Regions from separate parts of the Hordeum vulgare genome. Here region 2 is linked to region 1. A link is a contact called in public Hi-C data. All regions are on one chromosome and are shown on one strand. The core of a region is the stretch at or near the end of the contact, and the rest is flanking DNA. Distances in the headings are between cores, read along the strand shown. Region 1 has its middle 22 kb from the start of LOC123446982. Region 2 holds the start of LOC123449478 (la-related protein 1B-like).

What was found. Hi-C and Micro-C count contacts between places; a contact is called where the count stands out from the background.
Region 2: a Hi-C map of leaf shows a contact between it and region 1, with 5 times the contacts expected there. The contact joins the promoter of LOC123449478 here to the enhancer-like site in region 1. A contact is called at or near these places in 2 of 6 Hi-C or Micro-C datasets (both in leaf) and 1 of 1 datasets of contacts at active chromatin or transcription factors (embryo).

Annotation. Positions count from the first base shown.
Region 1 is chr4H:554,672,966-554,676,905 of MorexV3_pseudomolecules_assembly, reverse strand. No RefSeq gene overlaps it. Among protein-coding and RNA genes, the nearest start is that of LOC123446982, 22 kb to the right of the region's middle. Within about 2 kb of position 1,500, at least 2 of the 3 cell types and tissues checked have open chromatin away from gene starts, as enhancers often do. A contact at or near this core is called in leaf, where this site is marked.
Region 2 is chr4H:554,824,215-554,828,245 of MorexV3_pseudomolecules_assembly, reverse strand. LOC123449478 (la-related protein 1B-like) reads right to left here and starts at 2,734. Exons shown (of 7, transcript XM_045126718.1): 1 at 2,182-2,734; 2 at 1,947-2,021; 3 at 1,213-1,756; 4 at 975-1,131; 5 at 803-893. The coding sequence starts at 2,433.

The DNA.
Region 1 (3,940 bases), core at 251-2,750:
GTTCAAGGAGTTGACTACGATGAGATTTTCTCATCCGTAGCAATGGTTAAGTCCATCAGAATCATGTTAGCAATAGCTGCATTTTTCGATTATGAAATCTGGCAGATGGATGTCGAAACAATGTTCCTTAATGGTTTTCTTAAGGAAGAGTTGTATATGATGCAACCAGAAGGTTTTATCGACCCAGAAAATGCTGACAAAGTATGCAAGCTCCAACGATCCATTTATGGATTGGTGCAAGCATCTCAGAGTTGGAATCTTCACTTTGATGAGGTGATCAAAGCATTTGGGTTTATACAAGTTTACACAGAAACTTGTATTTACAAGAAAGTGAGTGGGAGCTTTGCAGCATTTTTAGTATTATATGTGGATGACATCTTGCTAATTGGAAAAATATAGAACTTCTTAAAAGCGTGAAGATATATTTGAACAAGAGTTTTTCAATGAAGGATCTCGGAGAAGCTGCTTCCATATTAGTCATCAAGATCTATAGAGATGGATCGAGATGCTTAATAGGACTTTCACAAAGCACATACCTTGGTAAGGTTTTGAAGAAGTTAAAAATGAATCAGTTCAATAAGGGGTTCTTGCATGTCCTGCAAGGTATGAAGTTGAGTAAGACTCAAGGCCCACCAACAACATAGGATAGAGAGAAGATGAGTGTCACCCCCTATGCCTCAGTCATAGGCACTATCATGTATGCGATGTTGTGCACAAGACCAGATGTGTGCCTTGTCTTAAGTTTGGCCGGAAGGTTTCAAAGTGATACATGAGTGGAACACTAGACACCGGTCAAGAATATCCTTAAGTACGTGAAACGGACTAAGGAGATGTTTCTCGTTTATGAAGGTGATCAAGAGCTCGTCGTAAAGAGTTACGTCGATGCTAGCTTTGACACATATCCAGATGACTCTAAGTCTCAAACCGTATATATATATTTATTCTTAATGGTGGCGCGGTAAGCTGGTGCAATTCCAAGCAAAACGTGGTAGCTCATTCTACATGTGAAACAGAGTACATAAATGCTCCAAAAACAGCGAAGGAAGGTGTGTGGATGAAGAAATTCATGACGGATCTTAGAGTTGTGCCGAGTGCACTGGATCCAATGACCCTGTTTTGTGACAACATTTGTGCCGTTACTCTAGCCAAGAAACCCAGGTTTCACAAAAGGACCACACATAAATAGTGTCGCTTCAATTTCATCCGCAAATATTTATAAAGTAAATACAAATGTGAATATTATAGATCCGTCGACTTAGTGGCGGACCTACCATTGGGGCGAGCTGGGGCGGCCGCCCCGGGTCGCCGGCGGCGAAGGATAGACCCCCATCTGCCTCTTTTCTGAATTCCAGCAGCGGCGGCGGCGTTTCTGTTTGATGCAGGCGCGAGGGAGTCTCGAGACGAAGGGGTAATCAGTTTGGGGCTTTGGGCCAGTCCAGCGATGCAGTTTTGGCCAGCGGCGGCTATTTTTCTATGGCCCAAACAAATCGATCGCTCGCAGGCTCTGCATCAAGGCATCGAGCAAACGAACAGTTCCCCCCAAATCCCCATTCCTCCATCGATCCACGCATCCAGCACCGCCCCACTTCCACCCTGCCGCCCTCCAATCCTCCACTGCTCCGCCGATCTAGCGCCGCCGCCATCAGTTCCCGGACACAGGGGGCCGATTTTGCTGGCTATTGAAGCCTGCAGTCGGGGCGTCGGGCCAGGTCAGGCTGGGGGCGGCATCGCGATAGACTGACAGTGGGGCGGTCAACGAAAGGGGGCGGCTGGTGATGGATTTGGGTGAGGAGGAGGTGGATTGGGTGGCCATAGGTATATCTGCTGCTGTCGAACTCAAAGAAGCCAAGGCCGAGGCTGCTGCTGTCAATGGTATAGTTGCTGCTGTCGAACTCGAAGAAGCCGAGGCCAATCCTGCTGCTATCAAACGGAAGAGACCACATGACTCCGACGACCAGCAGGCATCCTCTGTCATTTTTTGTGCGATTTGATGTGTCAGCAGTAATATGACACTCATTTTTGGTGCCATTAGATGTTGTAGGTCATTCCTCCGTCATTTAATTTAGCTGATGTGGATTATGATCCTTGGACACGAAAGCAAATTGAAGAGTATGCAACTCCGGAAATTAGAGATGAAATGAGAAGGGCATATTTGTCGAAAGGTGTGTGTCGATTTTATGGTCATGATTTTCCTTGTACTCATTTTGGGAAAGATTGGCGGAACTTCAAAGAAGTATGGTATAAACATTATGACTGGCTAGAGTATAGTAAAGAGACAAAATCTGCCTATTGTTTCCATTGTTTTCTTTTCAAGCCTCCAAGCATTGGTGACAAATTCGGCCATGATGTCTTCACTAAGAAAGGGTTCAAAAATTGGAAGAAGGCAATGCAAATATTCAATGCTCATGTAGGTGGACCAAACAACGCTCACAACAATTCTAGAAGACCGTGTGAAGATTTCAAAAACCAAAAAAAAGTGTGTCATATGCAATCACTTGTCATGTTGAGAAATCACATATGGAATATGAAGAGCGTTTGAGGGCTGTTGTAGGTGTGGTAAGGTTTCTTGTCTCTCAAGGTCTAGCTCTTCGTGGGCATGATGAGACTACCACTTCCATGAAGAGGGGTAATTTCCTTGAGATGTTGGATTGGTATGCGGAAAGATGCAAACATGTAGCAGATGTGGTCCATAAAAATGCCCCTCGCAATCATCCATTGACTTGTCATAAAATCTAAAAACAAGTAGTACAAGCATGTGCCGAAGTGACTACAAAAGTGATAATGAATGATCTTGGTGATAGTAATCTTTCTCTACTTGTTGATGAGTCTCGTGATGTATCAGTTAGAGAGCAAATGGTGTGATTATAAGGTTAGTTATTTGTCAACATTGTTCTAATTATGGATGTTGCTTGCAGGTTCTAATTCTCACATGCTTGCTCTAATTTTCTTGCTTGCAGGTTCACGAACCAAAAAGGGGAGTCTTTGGAAAGACTTCTTGGTGTTGAACATGTTCTTGATACTACATCCGCTTCTTTGAAAAGATCTTTGGATGCAATGTTTGTTAAACATGATTTATCAATGTCTAGATTGAGAGGACAAGGATATGATGGGGCCTCAAATATGCGTGGAGAACTTAATGGTTTCAAGAAATTGGTGCTCGATGTCAACCCGTATGCTTTTTATGTGCATTGTTTTGCCCACCAACTTCAATTAGTGGTTGTTGCTGTTGTCATGGGAGTTCTAGCTGTTAGTGATTTCTTTGGTCATACAAATAAGATTGTCAACATGGTAAGTGCCTCGTGTAAAAGGAAAGATGTATTGTTGCAGAAGTATCATGACAACTTGGTTGTACAATTAGAGCATGGGGAGATTTTGTCAGGAAAAGAACAACATCAGGAGATAAGTTTAGCAAGACCCGATGATACACTATGGGGGTCACACCACAAGACTCTAATCCGATTCTATCAAATGTGGGATTCCGTGGTTGAAGTGCTACATGGTATTTCTCTTGATGGAGCGGATGCAGATGATAGAGGCTTGGCTTCTGGCTTGATGATAAATATGGAATCTTTTGAATTTGTTCTTATCTTGCATTTGATGCTTCGAGTGCTTGGTTTAACCAATGATTTGTCACAAGCATTGCAACAAAAAGATCAAAATATAGTGTGTGCTATAAATATGATTGTGTCAGTGAAAAGTCTATTACAAAAGCTGAGAGATGATGGATGGCAACCTCTCTTGATATCTACTACTAACTTTTGTGCTGCAAGAAATATAATAGTGCCCAATATGGATGATAACATTTTAGCAAGGGGTTACCCAAGAAGATCACGCAAAATGGTTACTTGTCTCCATCATTACAAGGTAACTATATTCAATGAGGTGTTGGATAGAAACATAGCTGAGATGAATAATCATTTGAGTGAAACTTCTACACGCT
Region 2 (4,031 bases), core at 1,485-3,984, 150 kb before region 1:
AAAGAATCATAAGGTTCAGCGTTTGCATTTGGAAAAAACAACCAGGACTCACAGAAGCACCATAAACAAGCATTGCAGCACACTGTGCACCAAATTAACTAACTATCAACGGTAGAGTTCGAAAGTCCATGAATAATTGCATAGACTGAGGCTCTTTAACTGATGCTACTTAGAAGCGGCAATGCTACTATTTGTGTATGCCCAGTGTAATCAAGAACAGCAAAATTACACAGGATACAAGTTCTCAGCTTTCATTTTATTAAATTTCACAACAAACGGCCACATTTAAAGAGTATTTGAGTGTCTCTTCTTGTAACCCAAGAAGATACACCGATCAGGTAACAAAGGAATAAAGTATCATAAAAATAACTTGGAACAAGTTTATCTAATTTAAGATGCGCAGGAACAGAAATCGGATGCAACTTTAGCATCATGAGGTAGAGTCTAAATTTTCTAGGCTGATGGAAAGCTCTTTACCCAAGTTATATCAACCACGCCATAACTATACATCCAATGTCCAACTGATAACAAATTAACCACACTATTACTAAACATCCAATGTTAACCACACTATCACTAGTCTAAATGGGAAACCTGCAAACTCGGTTTGAATGGATCAAAAATGTTAAATGCCAACTCTCCATCTCCCACTCAATCAGCAAGCAAACAACTTTAGAAGGTGACCAGAACATTACTAGACTGCTGACAAATTTCCACATAGACTGCTGGATTATAGTAGGAAAGCAAGAAAGAAGTGGGGATTTTCTAAAATAAAAACAATGTGTAAAACCTGCAAACTAACCTTGTTAAAGCCAGCAATCAAGGACAATGGCACCCAACCATGGTCATCCATATGTCCCCTCAAGAATATGTCCTTGCACAAATTTTCATCGCTGCAAAAATTGAACACACGGCTCAATAAAATGACCGCATTGGTGGCAAAGTATTTCCTACAAATATGGACAAACAAATACCTAAAGTAGTAGTCTATCTGCACCAGTAGCTCCCTCTGAAGTTGTTCCAGTGGAGAAATTAGCATGGCTGGAGGGGTTGGTGTAGGCGGCGCAAAAGGAAGGGTTTGAAGGCCATCCGAGGTGGGCACGGCAAAATAGTAAACATGAGGTGCCATCTCTGCTGTTAAACATAAAGCAAATTAAGGTGACATAACAATTACACAAAGCCACGTTCCCACAAACATCATGCATAACGTACCAGGGAATCCCATAGGCGCCCCATAAGGTGGCGTTTGTGGAGCAGCAGTCCCATAAGGTGGTGTCTGTGGCGTGGCAGGGCCAGCAAATGGTGGCGCGGGAGGTCCCGCCGCTAAAACAGCCAGGGAAGGAGGAGCCCTAATGTACGATGGCTGGTGAACACGATGTTGGTGCCCTGGCCCATGTCCATCTCTACGGCCGCCACCACGCCGTTGCCCATCAAACCCAGCATGGTGCTCATGACCATGACGACTACCACCTCCACCATTACCCCTTCTGCTCCCCCCACCATAACTGCCACCACGGCCATGAGAATGGGAACCAACACGGCCATTCTGATGATGAACACCGGTACCATTGCTCCGGGCATTAGGGGAGTACCCTGGAGATAGCTCTGGAACAGGAGCATGCATGTCTGGACTATCATCCCCTGCAGGCATCATCAGCACACGCCGGACTGGTAGACTACTGATCAGGGCATCCTTGTCAGGGGTAGCATCCGGAGCACCGGCGGTGTCCAAAGACACCGGTGAAATCACCGCCGCCTGAGACAATGTCCACAATAGGAAGCAAAACACAATCTTGTTAGACAATAAAAAATCTAACAACAACAATCCTAAATAGATCAAACACCAAGATGTAATCCAACTCTAATAACACTAATTAAATGATTAAATCAAACACTGAAATAAACCATACAACTAACAACCCACAGTGGAAGGGAGAGAAGCATACCAGTGCGTCCTTGTCAGGGATAGCATCCGGGGCGCCGGAGTTGTCCAAAGACACGGGCAAGATCATTGCCACCACCTGAGACCATTCAGACAAAATGCAATCTCATCAATCGGTACGAAATCTAACCCCCGACAAATCCTAGATGAATCACACACTGATACGAAATCACTAAGTAAATCCGACACTGATACGAAATCACTAAGTAAATCAGACACTGAGATAACAAACAACTCACAGTGGAAGGGGGAGGAGTGGCCTTAGGCGACGCCTTGGGCGGCGTGGGCGGCTGGGGAGAGGCCAGCCCAGGAAGCGCCGGCCAGGAGTCGGCGTCCATGATGGGGCTCCCGGGCGCCACCAGCACCGGCCCGTTCTCCGGGCGCTTCCACGCGGTGGCGGCCGCCCTCTTCGCCGCGACGGGGCTACCGGAGTGGGGCGGCGTCCCCGCGCCAGCGAGGGCAGCCTGCGGGTCGGCGGCAACGGAAGCCATCCCCCACACCTCCTTCTATCCGATCGGGCGGTGCCGGTTCCGCGGGCCGATGAATAAACGCGGAGGCGGTCGACGGGGATGACGACGGCGGATGGCGGCGGGATCGGTTCTCAGTGGTACGGCATGGGTCGATCGGCACCGAGGGTTCCAAATATTGCCGCGCCGGCGGCGATCGGATCGGGGAGGGGGAGCAGAGCAGCGGGCGAGGAGGAGACGGTGGTGCGGCGCGGCGCGGCGGCTCGCTGCTCTTCCCTTCCCACGGGCGGAATGGACGGGGAGGGGATCGCCCCCTTGCCGGTGGGGCACACAAGAGGGTAGCCGCACGCAGACGCAGCCACCCAGGGTCCATTCGCACCATCCTGGGCCGTCCGATCCAGATCGATCGACGGCCGTGGCGCCTCGTGGGCCCCGGCGCCGCTCTAAAGTTGCTCGCGCTGGCGTCTGCTTGGCTGACGAGCGCGCTGGCGCCGCACCGCCTGGCCCACCTGGCTGCGGCGCCGGTGGTTGCTGTGGGTGTGACACCTCGGGGGAATGGGAAGGCCCTCCGATGGCGCATCGACGGCTGCGAGGTTGCGGAGGATCCACGTCCTCGCAAAGCGTCCTCCGGATTCGCAAATCCACCACCGGCTGCGGACCGCACACGCCGCCCTCATAATGCGCGTTCTCTTCGTTAATCAGACGGAATTACAGTAGTGGAAGATAAATGCTTTTTATAAATTATTATTAAAGGGGAAATATAAATTAAAGACCCCGCATCGCGTCCTTTTCGTGCGGCGGGCTGGCACGCACAGCCATGTTTGCATGCGATGGCCCCTCCGGTGTCATATGTGTGCATATGGCGATGTCTAGCTACAGTACTTTATGCTAAACACTATAATGCTACGCTACAATGCGTTTTGTTTACTTTGCTACTCACCTGCTCGCATTTGCTAAAGGTGGGAAGCTCATTAGCTGTATTTGAAAACTCTCATCAATTTGTTATCACCTCTCAATCTACATGCATATCAAAGATAGTTTTTTCAAAACAATGTCATAGATGTAATTGTCAGTTTAACTACTTGGAATTGTCATTTTTATTATAAGTAATTGCCATAAATGATTTGTTGTCCTTTGCTAGTTATAACTATGCAATTTTTGTCATGTTTTACAGGTAATTGCCGGTAATGATTTATTGTGCTTGCCAGTTTTAAGTATGATGAGTTGTCAACTTTTTACACATCATTGCCAAAAAGCGACGTTTGTGTGCTTGCAATTTAATTAAATCAAGGTGTCATATTTTACATGCAATTGTAAAAAATATGTCAATTAAGTTATTTATTGTCAGACAAGTGAGTATTTAAAAATATGACAAGTAAATGCAACAATGTGGCAAGTAAGGACGGATTTTTTTGCCAAAACATGTCAACATGGAATCTAGTTTCAAAGATCTAGTTACAATAAAGTCAATGGTGAAAACAGAACGTGTATCAAATTAACTGTTTTAGAGATAAAACTTTTTGAATTCCAAACATGAGAGAAAATTATGATAACATCATTGCATGCATGTATGAGAGAGATAGAGCATGGATTTCCTTCGACATGACGCGCTTTTTCAAGTA